2 separate regions of the Zea mays genome follow, and region 1 is linked to region 2. A link is a contact called in public Hi-C data. All regions are on one chromosome and are shown on one strand. The core of a region is the stretch at or near the end of the contact, and the rest is flanking DNA. Distances in the headings are between cores, read along the strand shown. Region 1 holds the start of LOC100285900. Region 2 holds the start of LOC111347717.

Region 1 (5,206 bases), core at 1,230-3,729, 140 kb after region 2:
ATATAATCCAACGCTGTCAGGAAAAAACGATCCTAACAACCTTACTGTGGATGATATACATAGACTACTATTTTGATTCGCAAAGAAAAATATTATACTCTAATTACCTCAGAGGAACACAAATCCAGAATTTTACTACGAAACAGGACGAGCTTTCGAAACAGAATTGCCCTAGAGCTGTATCAAATTATTACAGTTCATGATTCAGAGAGAATGCGCATCACTGATTTTTTTTCTTTAAAGCGGTCCACGCAGTAGCATGTCTGTTGCTGTATTGGTGTACTTAGAACAGGTGCGGCATTCTACAACCAACCAAAAAGAAGAAACAGAGCAATAGAATTCTGCTACAAAATGGAACGAGTGCTTCTCAGTTCACATTTGAGGCCGGTTTCCAAGCATCTGACCAACTAAATTAGTCACCTGAAAAGAATTGCCCAAAATATAAGGGTTAATATGGTGAGACACAAACCAGAAAACATCACATATCAAATGGGAGAATTATTGCCAGTATATCAACATGGGTAATCGGGCAGAGGTGGAGCAGCAGGAAAACTATTGTGCTATGGAATAAGCAGAACTATAAATCTGCAAGTAGCACTGTTACTTTAGATATATAAAGTGAATGTTACTGCATCAAGATCACCATGCTAAAGAAAAAAAAACATAGATCGAGCATATCTCCAGGCATCTGCGGTTTGCAGATGGAGGTCACAAACTATTTGTTCACAATAAGCAGGTGCTGGGGTACACTAGAAATACAACATTCTTTTCCAACACAAGTCCTAAAGTAGGAAAGACACCACCAAGAACAATTTGTTTTGACAAATTCAAGCAGTGCACAGTCAAGTTATGATGTACTCCATAGTCTAGGAATAAGCATAAAAATGAATCCGCGAAGGCCAAAGAGAGAGTATCAACAAACATGCCTGCCAATACTTTGAAACACATCGATCAATGCAACTGTTCTCGCCCATATTGAGCTCAGCTTCTTTATACCTGAAATAAAACAAATCCACAGGGAAAAAACCATTGCTCAATCTAACATATGGGTAGATCCTTCTTGACTATCAATTAACATGCCATGAAAAGTTCCAAGCCTGAGGTGTAATGTATTGCAACTTAGTTAAATTATTTGGTGATTATCCATATTTAACACCATAGACCATTATATCTACATCCAAAGGAGAAATTGATTCAACATCAGTTGAGATGGTTTGGACATGTCCAAGAGAGACCTCCTGAGGCACCGGTGCGTAGAGGAGTTTTAGAGCGGGTCGATAATATAAAAAGAGGTAGGGATCGACCTAAATTGACCTGGGACAAGGTGGTTAAGAGAGATCTTAAGGAGTGTAATATCTCCATGGAATTAGCTAAGGATGGGCGCGCTTGGAGACTAGTAATCAACGTGTCCGAACCATGATCTTTGTCTTTTTTTTCTGTTTACCCTTAACTCTACCGTCTTTCTTTTTACCCTTTCAGTGTCTTTTTTTTCTATCCTTATTTCTTTTGGGTTTCATCTCTAGCCTACCCAAACTTGCTGGGAACAAAAGGCTATGTTGTAGTTGTAGAACATTATGTGTTACATAGAAATAAGGATGTGCCAACAGGACTACAAATAATAGATTTTTAAAAGTAACCTGATAATATCTGTACCTTTTTTCAATGCACTTGTTAAAACAGGTCTGTGTAAGCCTGTATAAAGCATAAAGACACATCAGAACAAGCATAAATAAATCAAACAAAAACCTAAATGATTCACCTGTAAAAGACCTGGATTGAGAGGAGTGATATAATATAAGTGTAGAGTTGTTCAACTGTTAAGTTGTTAATTAACATAAACATCACACACATTTCTGACGCCCAGGAACAACCTAAGATTACGTTAACTGATTAACATTTCAGATAATGGAAGATTCAAGCCTAATTGTCTGAGGATTTGGATGACTATTTAGGAAAAGCCACCACATTCACCTTTTCTTGGGAACATATTCAATTCCTTCAGTTAGTTGGAAATGAGGAGATAAAATGGTACTACTTGTTGCGAACTAATGATCTCGAGCAAGCAAGAAGCATATCACTAACCTGTTGAAAAGATCAACCCTGTACTCCATCTCCTTCTCCGCCATCCCAAACATCTGTACGGTGAAAGGCGCACAGCACCAATTTGAGCAATAGCATCAAATCCAGAAACCGAAACCCAAAAAAGAAGCCAGATGTACCAATCTACCTGCTCCTTTTCTAAGTTGGTCGACCCGCCTTTCCCAGCCATTGCCGCAGCTCTCCTGCAAAGAACAGAGCGAACCAACAGAGCAGAAACTCAGTACAACACGTCAGGGGTGGAGCTGAGAAGCAACACGGGAAGCAGACCCTAACAGGGGTAGAGAACGAAATCCGGGGATCTCGCGGGCGGCGCTGAAACTCGATGTCGTGACGAGCAGCCGCGCCTCCACCCCCACTCGCCAACTCTAGCTAGGGTTTTGCTCTCTTCTTCCTTGCCGGCGGCGGAAGCAAACACAGGTGAGGAGCAGGTGCGCGCCTTCTCACATGGGCCGTACACGAATAGGCCACATGGCTTGAGGGCCAGCTCACTGACAAAAAAGTCCATCGGAAAGCCCGCATTGTATTCTGTGGCCCAGAAACCAGCATCGTCCTGAATCCCAATGGGGCGATGGCCTCGAGGCCCAAGTATACTCACTTGCAATTGCAACCGGGGTCCATGGGTAAGGCCTGAACGTTAGTCGTCGTCTTCCAAAATCCAAACCGCTCGCTCCTCACCGAAGACGCCATTAGCCATGAGCAGCTTGGCTTATCCGCTCCTCCGGCTCCCGTGCCGCTGCTCTATCGCGCCGGCGCCGGCGCCGGCGTCTCAGCTCCCCGCACCGGTGTGTCTATCTGCTTCGGCTTCCGCAAATGCAGGGGGCGATCTGACGGCGCGGGAAAAGCGAGCGCAGCGTCGGGAACGGCGGGAGCTGCGTGCGACGGACTGGAAGGAGGAGGTGCAGGACCGGCTGATCCACGAGCCAGCGCGGCGGCGGAAGAAGCCTCCTAAGCGTTCGTGGAGGGAGGAGCTCAACCTCGACCTCCTCGCCGAGCTGGGGCCGCAGTGGTGGCTCGTGCGCGTCTCCATGGCGCCCGGCACCGACTACGTCGACCTCCTCACCAAGGCTATCTCACGGCGCTACTCGGAAGTCCCCTTCAAGGTCTCACTTCCTCCTGTCCTTGATGGTTAGTTAGTTGGCTTGATTGCTCTCGTGCGGCGAATTAAGCACTCCCTGACGAGCATTTTGCAGGCCGAACACTTGGCGTAATTTTAGGCTGTCGCGTCACATTCATACCGATTATGTTATGACTTATGAGCAACATTACGCTGCAGTATTCGTGCGGCTTATATAATTTCACACCTAACATTTGAATCTTAGATTACTACGTTTAAAGCGATTGAGGATATTAACTGTGAAACTGTACTTATGTCTTACAAACTTGCAACTGTGACTCTCTTACATGGACAGTATAATCATTGTGACAAGAAAATCTACATTAAGATTACAGATTGTCGATTTGATTCTTAATTGTGGAGAAACTTGGAGTAAAAGATCTAGTACGAATCTGAATGCTGATTGCTGACAATGAAGTTCTCCTGATTACTGTTTATCATAGACTTATAGGAAATGCCTTAGTACTAGTCCATCTGAATGACTTCACTATTTCAGTGGCAAACCATTTTCTTTTCAGCATTTTGTTTCTCACAAAAGTTACCTGCAGATTTACAATCCATCAATCCAAGTAAAGAGGAGATTAAAAAGTGGTGCAATCAGTGTTAAATCGAAGCCTCTGCATGCCGGGTTGGTCTTTCTGCATTGTACCTTAAACAAGGAGCTTCATGACTTTATCAGAGACACAGAGGGTTGTTATGGCTTTATTGGAGCTACAGTTGGTTCAATGTGAGAAACTCACTGAATTCTTTCCATTCCTTCACTTTTGCTCTTCTTTTGTTGATGCAATGTTTTATCAGCAATTGTTGTGATTCTTGTTTTAGGTGGTTGTTTCCGTATTCTTGAATTACCCAGTAGTACTTGACCTTAGTCCTTAGGCTGTGTCCAGCAAGGGACGCTAAAGCGTCCGCTACGGTAAATTTAGCGGTTGTCCGTGTTCTCTATGCCTCCAACAACAAATGGTAAAACATCCTCTAAAATATAGAGGCAGCCCGACGACCGCTAAATCTGGTGGTTTCCTATTTATCTGCTATCCATACGCGTCGCCGTCTTCGAGCAACTTGAACCGCAGAGGCGCACCACCGACTTGACAACCCCACACTCGAGGCAGCAGGAGAACCACCGCGCCATGGCCGTCGGGGCGGAGCTTCCTCGCTGTGTCGCGCGCACCTGGCCGCGGCATCTGCATCCGCACGCTGGAGGCAGCACCAGCATGGTGATGAAGCTTGGGGAGGCCTCCATGGACGTCCCGGCCTCGCCCAATGTGGAGTCCGCGAAGGGACGCCATTGCTGCCCGGGAAGAAGCTCAATGCAACGGATTTTGGAGCAGCGAGCTGCAGTCAGGACTTGTGTTAGAGACAATAGATTGATTATTGGGGCTAACCCTAGAGGGTAGCTATATAGTCTTTTACATGGGCCACATGGGCCTAGCCAGCCATATATGCTAACACCCCCCGCAGTCTGAACTTCCGTCGCAGCGGAGTTTACAGACTGAACTCGAAAAGAAGTACATCACACAATAGGATCCCCCCACAGACTCAACTAGCCACTACTGATGTTGAGGCTGGAGCGAAACTCGGTGAAGGTCGAGGACGGAAGACCCTTGGTGAAGATGTCGGCGAACTGGGAGGTGGTCGGGACGTGGAGGACCCGAACATCACCGTCGCGACCAGATCTCGGACGAAGTGTAGATCGATCTCCACATGCTTGGTCCGCTGGTGCTGCACCGGGTTGGTGGAGAGGTAGACGGCGCTGACGTTGTCGCAGTAGACCAACGTGCTCTTGGAGAGGGGACTGTGGAGCTCGGTGAGGAGCTGCCGGAGCCACGCAGCCTCCACCACGCCGTTGGCCACGGCACGGTACTCCGCCTCGGCGCTCGAGCGGGAGACGACCGGCTGGCGCTTCGACGACCAGGACACCAGGTTACCCCCTAAGAAGACGGCGTAGCCAGAGGTGGAGCGAAGAGTGTCCGGGCACCCGGCCCAGTCAGCGTC
Region 2 (5,680 bases), core at 464-2,963:
TTCGCCTTTTCTAGCTTCTGCAATGCACAATAGCACAAGTTAACACACGGCTCTAAAGAATATGCATAGAAGCAATACAGCAAAGAACAGTAAAAACCATCTTTGAAATAGAACAAACACAAGATGCTAGCACAGGGCTTAAGGATATTTTAGAACATACAGGACTCGACTAAATGAAATCATATTATTTATGTAGCACCTGTGAGTGCAGGTGTTCAGTTTGTTAAAAAGCAATCTCTTTTAAAGCTCAAATCGCATCCAGCCTATAACCTGAATTCTGCATTCATTCACAGAGGGTTTACCTATACAAATACCGCTAACTTGGCACTGCAAGCAAATGATCCCCAGGATTTGCTGACACCTCAATTAAAGGTGCATCAAGTTCTAGTAGGATGTAAAGAAAAAGATCCAAAGAAATTGTAGCAAAAAATAAGTCATGCTAATCAGATTTCAGGGGCAATGAGGATCGGGGAAGGTCCCAGATTCCAACACTGAACCAGATGTGAGCATCGAAACCAAATGAGACATTAGTTATAACATGAAGAACATCCAGAATTCATTTAACCTTCCACTTAGGCTGCAGCTGTGCAGCATACAAACATCCTATCTAAACAGCTAGGATGTTCATCCCAGGTAGCTCCATAATCCCATTTTTGCAGTTTGCATCAAACACTCAATAACCTTAATATTGGAAAAAAGATATGTTAAATAAATTTGTAAGTTGTAACACCAATTGCCCGTACATGAAACAAATGGCAAATATGTGCGCCTAGGGGTGGTGGTAATGGATCTCGATCCAAATGTTTCTTCACAATTCGTTTGAGCCCTTAATTAATTTTAGTTCAAGAATGAATAGAAATAGATCAAGATCCAAATATGATCCAATCCTTAAATTTTACAGTGTAAAATTTGGAGCCCGTTACCACCCCTACATATGCCGGATCATCATGTTAACGCTTGCAGAGCTGCGGTACAGAAGTACACAGCAATACAGATACATTCCATCCTTTTATAACATGAACCAAAGTGGCAGTTTTTATCTAAGCCTACCATGGAATGAAGCACGCCACGCTTACAAAAAACAATCACGTGAATGCACCCACAAAGCCACTTCATTCATTCCTATTTGCAAGACTATGGTCGAATTCTTCTTAATAAGTAGCAGATGGTCACTAATCAAAGCAGATATTTGGTTCTCACATTACAAAGAACATTGAGAAGTAATCCGGTCTTGATGTTTACACAAAACATCTGATCTGAACAACAAACATATTCATCCTAAGCAACTCCACTAACGCACAGCAAGCAAACAGGTTTGCCTGAATTATCGTGTGAACACTTCGCAAAAACGGTAATACAATCGCTTCGCGTCCGTCCAGAAGACAAATCGGGGAGGCAGTGTTCAATGGCCCATCGGTGACTGCGCCGGCGTGGTCGAATCCGGCGCAGCGAATCAGCGGGCGGGAGCCAAATCGACAGGGATGGGGGGAGGGCGGTCTTACGGACTGCTCGGAGTGCCACGAGAGGCCGCGGTAGACGTTGACGGAGAAGGTGGCGGCGAGGTAGAGCGTGGCGACGCCCAGCCCAGCCGTCAGCGCCTTGAACGCCAGGTCGCCCACCGCCATCGCGCCGCTTCTTCTCGTCCTGGGTCCGGCTGGAGCAGCAGCAAAACCCTCGCTTGGGATGGGGATTTCTGTCACGGTTCTGTCGAGACGCGAGGCGAAAGCACTGCTTCGCCGGCGTGGGAGGGAGCTGGGCCTGCAGGTGGGCTTCTGTGGTGGGATGGAGGTGGGCTTGACCTGTGTTCTTCTTTCCTTGATAAAGGGCCAAGGGAGGATTCAGAACCAGTGACATGAGAAAACGCATGAGGTTGATAAATATATATATATATATATGAACAGCGTAGAAGAACAAATGGTTGATAAAACGGATGGATCTTTCCGTTCAAAAATGCATGGGTTTTATATTAACAGGCATTTTGCCATTTTGGGACCGCTGCATATGAATAATACATAGAATTTGTAAAGTGGACGCTGATGCCTTTTGTTTAGACTAGCGGTGTGACGCGCTACGCATATTTCTCTCTTCCAAACAATTTTGTTTCTTGGTCCAACTAAACGTTGGAGCAAAATTGGAGCTTTCATATTGAGGCACGGCAAACACACCGCACATGTTTTTCATTGTCCTCAACCTCATTCTCACTAAACCAGCCCTAAAAGGGTATTTAGTTTTGGAGGCTAAAGTTTAGTTTGTTTCACATTAAATATTGAAATGTCAACTATTAGTATTAAATATAATCTTACTAAAATGTAAACTATTAGTATTAAATATAATCTAACTGCAAAACTAATTACAAGGATAAAACCTAATAAAGTGACAATTTTTTAAGCCTAATTAATTCATGATTAGCAAATATTTATTGTATCATTAAAGGGGAAATCATTGATTAATTAGGATTGGTAGATTTACCTTGTCGTTCAGTTTTTATTTGTATAGTTAGTTTTGCAATTGAATTATATTTAATACTTTTAACTAGCGTCAAATATTTAATGTGACATCGACTAACATTTAGTAGAAGAAACCATACATGTCCTAAACCACAAAAAGTTACTATTACATTTTCCTTTTAAAATCACCAAAAAAAAATTTGTTCGCTCGCACTTGTCATTCTAAAATTCAAAGTATCACTTTCTCAAGCTTATCGTGCTGACAACGACTACTATACAAGTAGTCATTAAGCGGAATCTCGGGCACTCACAAAGATACGGTTTGTCGAGTGTTTCGCTCGGCGAAAGGCTACACTCAACAACTATTATCTTTGTCATAACTGTACATTCAACAAAGAATGCTTTGCCGACCGACCGTCTAACTCTCAGCACAAAAGGCCACTTGACAAGGAAGCACATCTGGGCACCAGAAAACATACATTGCCGAGTTCTATGACCATGGCACTCGCTAAAGAAAGCTGCTTTGTTGAGTGCCTACACAGACACTCGACAAAGACGCTGCGCGTGGGGCCCACATAAACTTTCTTTTGCAGAGTGTCTTTTAGACAGCACTCGACAAAGATACTACGCATGGGGCCCATGGAAGCTTTCTTTAACGAGTGTCTCTGAGATAGCCCTCGGCAAAGAACATCGCTTTGTTGGGTGCCTACACATACACTTAACAAAGTCTTCATCATCATCACTTGCAACCATCACGACAACTTTACGTTGTCAAGTACCTATTAGCACTCAGTAAAGACTTTGTCAAGTGTCCATAAAAAAAACTCGACAAAGAGATCATTGCCGACATCAGGTTTTGTCGAGCGTGGCACTCAATAAAGGCTTTGTCGAGTGTATTTGATTCTTTCCAGAGTGTCTGTGGCACTCGAGAAAGCGAGCGTCTCCAGTAGTGGACTTAAAGAGAACGACTGATATCTAGAGTGTCTGTGGCACTCGGGAAAGCGAGCGTCTCCGATAGTGGACTTAAAGAAAATGACTTATGTGCAAATGCAAGCATATCTTATGTGCAAATGTGTAAGATATTCTTCTAGAACTTTAGACGTCGTTTGGTTGGTTGTCTTCTAGCTGTAGCTGTTCAAGTGTGTAAGGTATCATATCTTAAGATCGAAGTTTTGAAACTTTGACCATCAATAACAAAAATATCCATAAACATTGACTAAGTAAAAATAAAATTATTACATTTACTATTAAAACATCGAGCACAATATATAATTTCTTTAATTTAAAAATAATTATTTTTGTAGATATTATTGGTGAAAGTTTTAAAACTTTGACTTAGAACAAACCTTTGTTATCTTATTTGTTATCTTAAGATAGGGAGGAAGAGAGTACATCTGTTGTAGCCCAGTAACCAAAAGCCGCAGTTGCTGCTGCGCTGCGACATCTGGTGGGAGTCAACCCAAGATGGGCAGCCGAAGGGCGTACTAGATTGTGATTAGATTGTTGCTGCGTATTAGATGGGCAGTCTTACCTGGAACAAACCTTCGTATGCATTATCCTTTGGAGTGCAAGATATGCACTATTTTAGGACCGAAAAGGCGAGAAAGTAGTACATAAGATAGTCCAGCACTAGAGATGTTAACAACAGTTGAAGGTTGCCTGGCCTCAAATATCTTAAGTTGCAGAGTTCAAAAGTTTGTATATACATGGGTTTGTTGAAATAAATCGAAATCCTGTCACTTTACAAACTCGCATCAACAGAATGCTATAGCAGACTAGTTGCCCATTCCTGTATTCATGGATATATTGGAGGTGTAATAACAGCTGACCTAGGAGTTCTTCGACTTGTAAAACCACGGGAAATAACGATACAAGTTAGGGAATACCAAAAACAACCCTACTGGTGGCAAAGCATTGGATTGGAGGTAGGCACCCGAAATGCAGGCGATCTAGGTACAAGCAGGAAGGGCATGGTATCACAAATTCAGGGCTATACAGTTCTAGCTCTACTATTCCTTGCAGCTTCCAAGGCAGTGCCATTCTTCAGTGCTTCTTGGCTTTCAGCCTCCCTACCCAGCTTATGAAGTGCCAGGGCCTGCAGGTAGTGTCCCATCGGCCAGTCCGATGCAATAATCTCGGCTCTCTTTGCATCCTCGAGGCCTTCCTGTGGGTTGCCGGCCACCACATGTGCGAAGCATCTCCGTCCCAGCATGGTTGGAGCCACCACTGCACCTGAGTCGAGGAACTGACAAGTATGCAATGCCAAAGATCAATAGCCTGAAGGTGCTAAGAAAACATACCGAAAGCACAAGACTACTTCACACTGATTGTGTCTTCATTATCATACCACAAAGAAAATTGTGTCAATAGGTGTATCATCGCAATTTTTAGCTACAAAACCACCTTGACTAAACCTCAAAAATACTTGAAACGCCTTACACGTGCTATTATGCTAACTTAGCGACTGTCATAGCAACCCAGTAGGCGACAAAATGTAGGGCCCTAAAAACGCAAACATGTCTAGTTGGAAGAAAAGCTACCGAAAAGTTGCTGAATACAATGAAATAGCAAAGATACCATTCTGAAATAGGGCATAAGGTAAGTACAGATAGTCCCTCCGTTTTTTTATTTGTCGCCGTTTAGTTCAAAAATGAACTAGCGGGCGACAAGTATTCGAGAACGGAGGTAGTATATAGGAAGGGGAATTAGGTGTGCATCACATATAATGTAAGCGTACCCTTGAGTAACACTCGATTGCAGTCGTGTATTCCTTAGACCTAAAGGCATTGTCTGCACGCCTCTTAACAACAAAGCTCTCAGATATATCACCATTCCATGACTGGAGAGATAGCTGCAAGTTCCAACATTAAAAAAAATAAATTTAAGAATGTTTATGACTGAGCATGATTAAATAGTTGAAATGTGAATGTAACCTCAAAGTTATGTTTCATGCAGAATGTAACCTCAAAGTTATGTTTCATGCAGAATGTGACAAGCATATAGATGCCATTTTTGTTATCATACATCCAAGACCAGTAAGATTTTCAAAGCAAGTTACCAGAATTTAGTAAAATAGAGTAAGATAAGGTATAGTCATCGCATTCAGGATTGATGAGAATCCCTACAGAATATGTATTTTATCGCATTAACGCAGTATAAAACAGGAGTAAGATATCATCTTCTCTGTTTTTCTCTGTTTATCACAGAGAGTACAGTGCAAACAAGGGGGAAGC

Evidence for each region. A called contact is a pair of places that touch in the nucleus more often than the background predicts.
Region 1: a Hi-C map of ear shows a contact between it and region 2, with 5 times the contacts expected there. The contact joins the promoter of LOC100285900 here to the promoter of LOC111347717 in region 2. A contact is called at or near these places in 9 of 25 Hi-C or Micro-C datasets (bundle sheath, ear, leaf and 3 more) and 1 of 3 datasets of contacts at active chromatin or transcription factors (leaf).

The regions. Positions count from the first base shown.
Region 1 is chr1:301,654,297-301,659,502 of Zm-B73-REFERENCE-NAM-5.0, forward strand. It overlaps LOC100285900, which reads right to left and starts at 2,480. Exons shown (of 5, transcript NM_001416213.1): 1 at 2,368-2,480; 2 at 2,228-2,282; 3 at 2,083-2,135; 4 at 927-996; 5 at 84-420. The coding sequence starts at 2,269. The coding sequence ends at 373. It overlaps LOC100284988 (transcription termination factor nusG family protein), which reads left to right and starts at 2,729. Exons shown (of 5, transcript NM_001157883.2): 1 at 2,729-3,200; 2 at 3,763-3,941. The coding sequence starts at 2,793.
Region 2 is chr1:301,511,191-301,516,870 of Zm-B73-REFERENCE-NAM-5.0, forward strand. LOC111347717 reads right to left here and starts at 1,714. Exons shown (of 2, transcript NM_001357524.1): 1 at 1,503-1,714; 2 at 1-17. The coding sequence starts at 1,625. It overlaps LOC100286004, which reads right to left. Exons shown (of 10, transcript NM_001158892.2): 9 at 5,185-5,298; 10 at 4,088-4,692. The coding sequence ends at 4,438.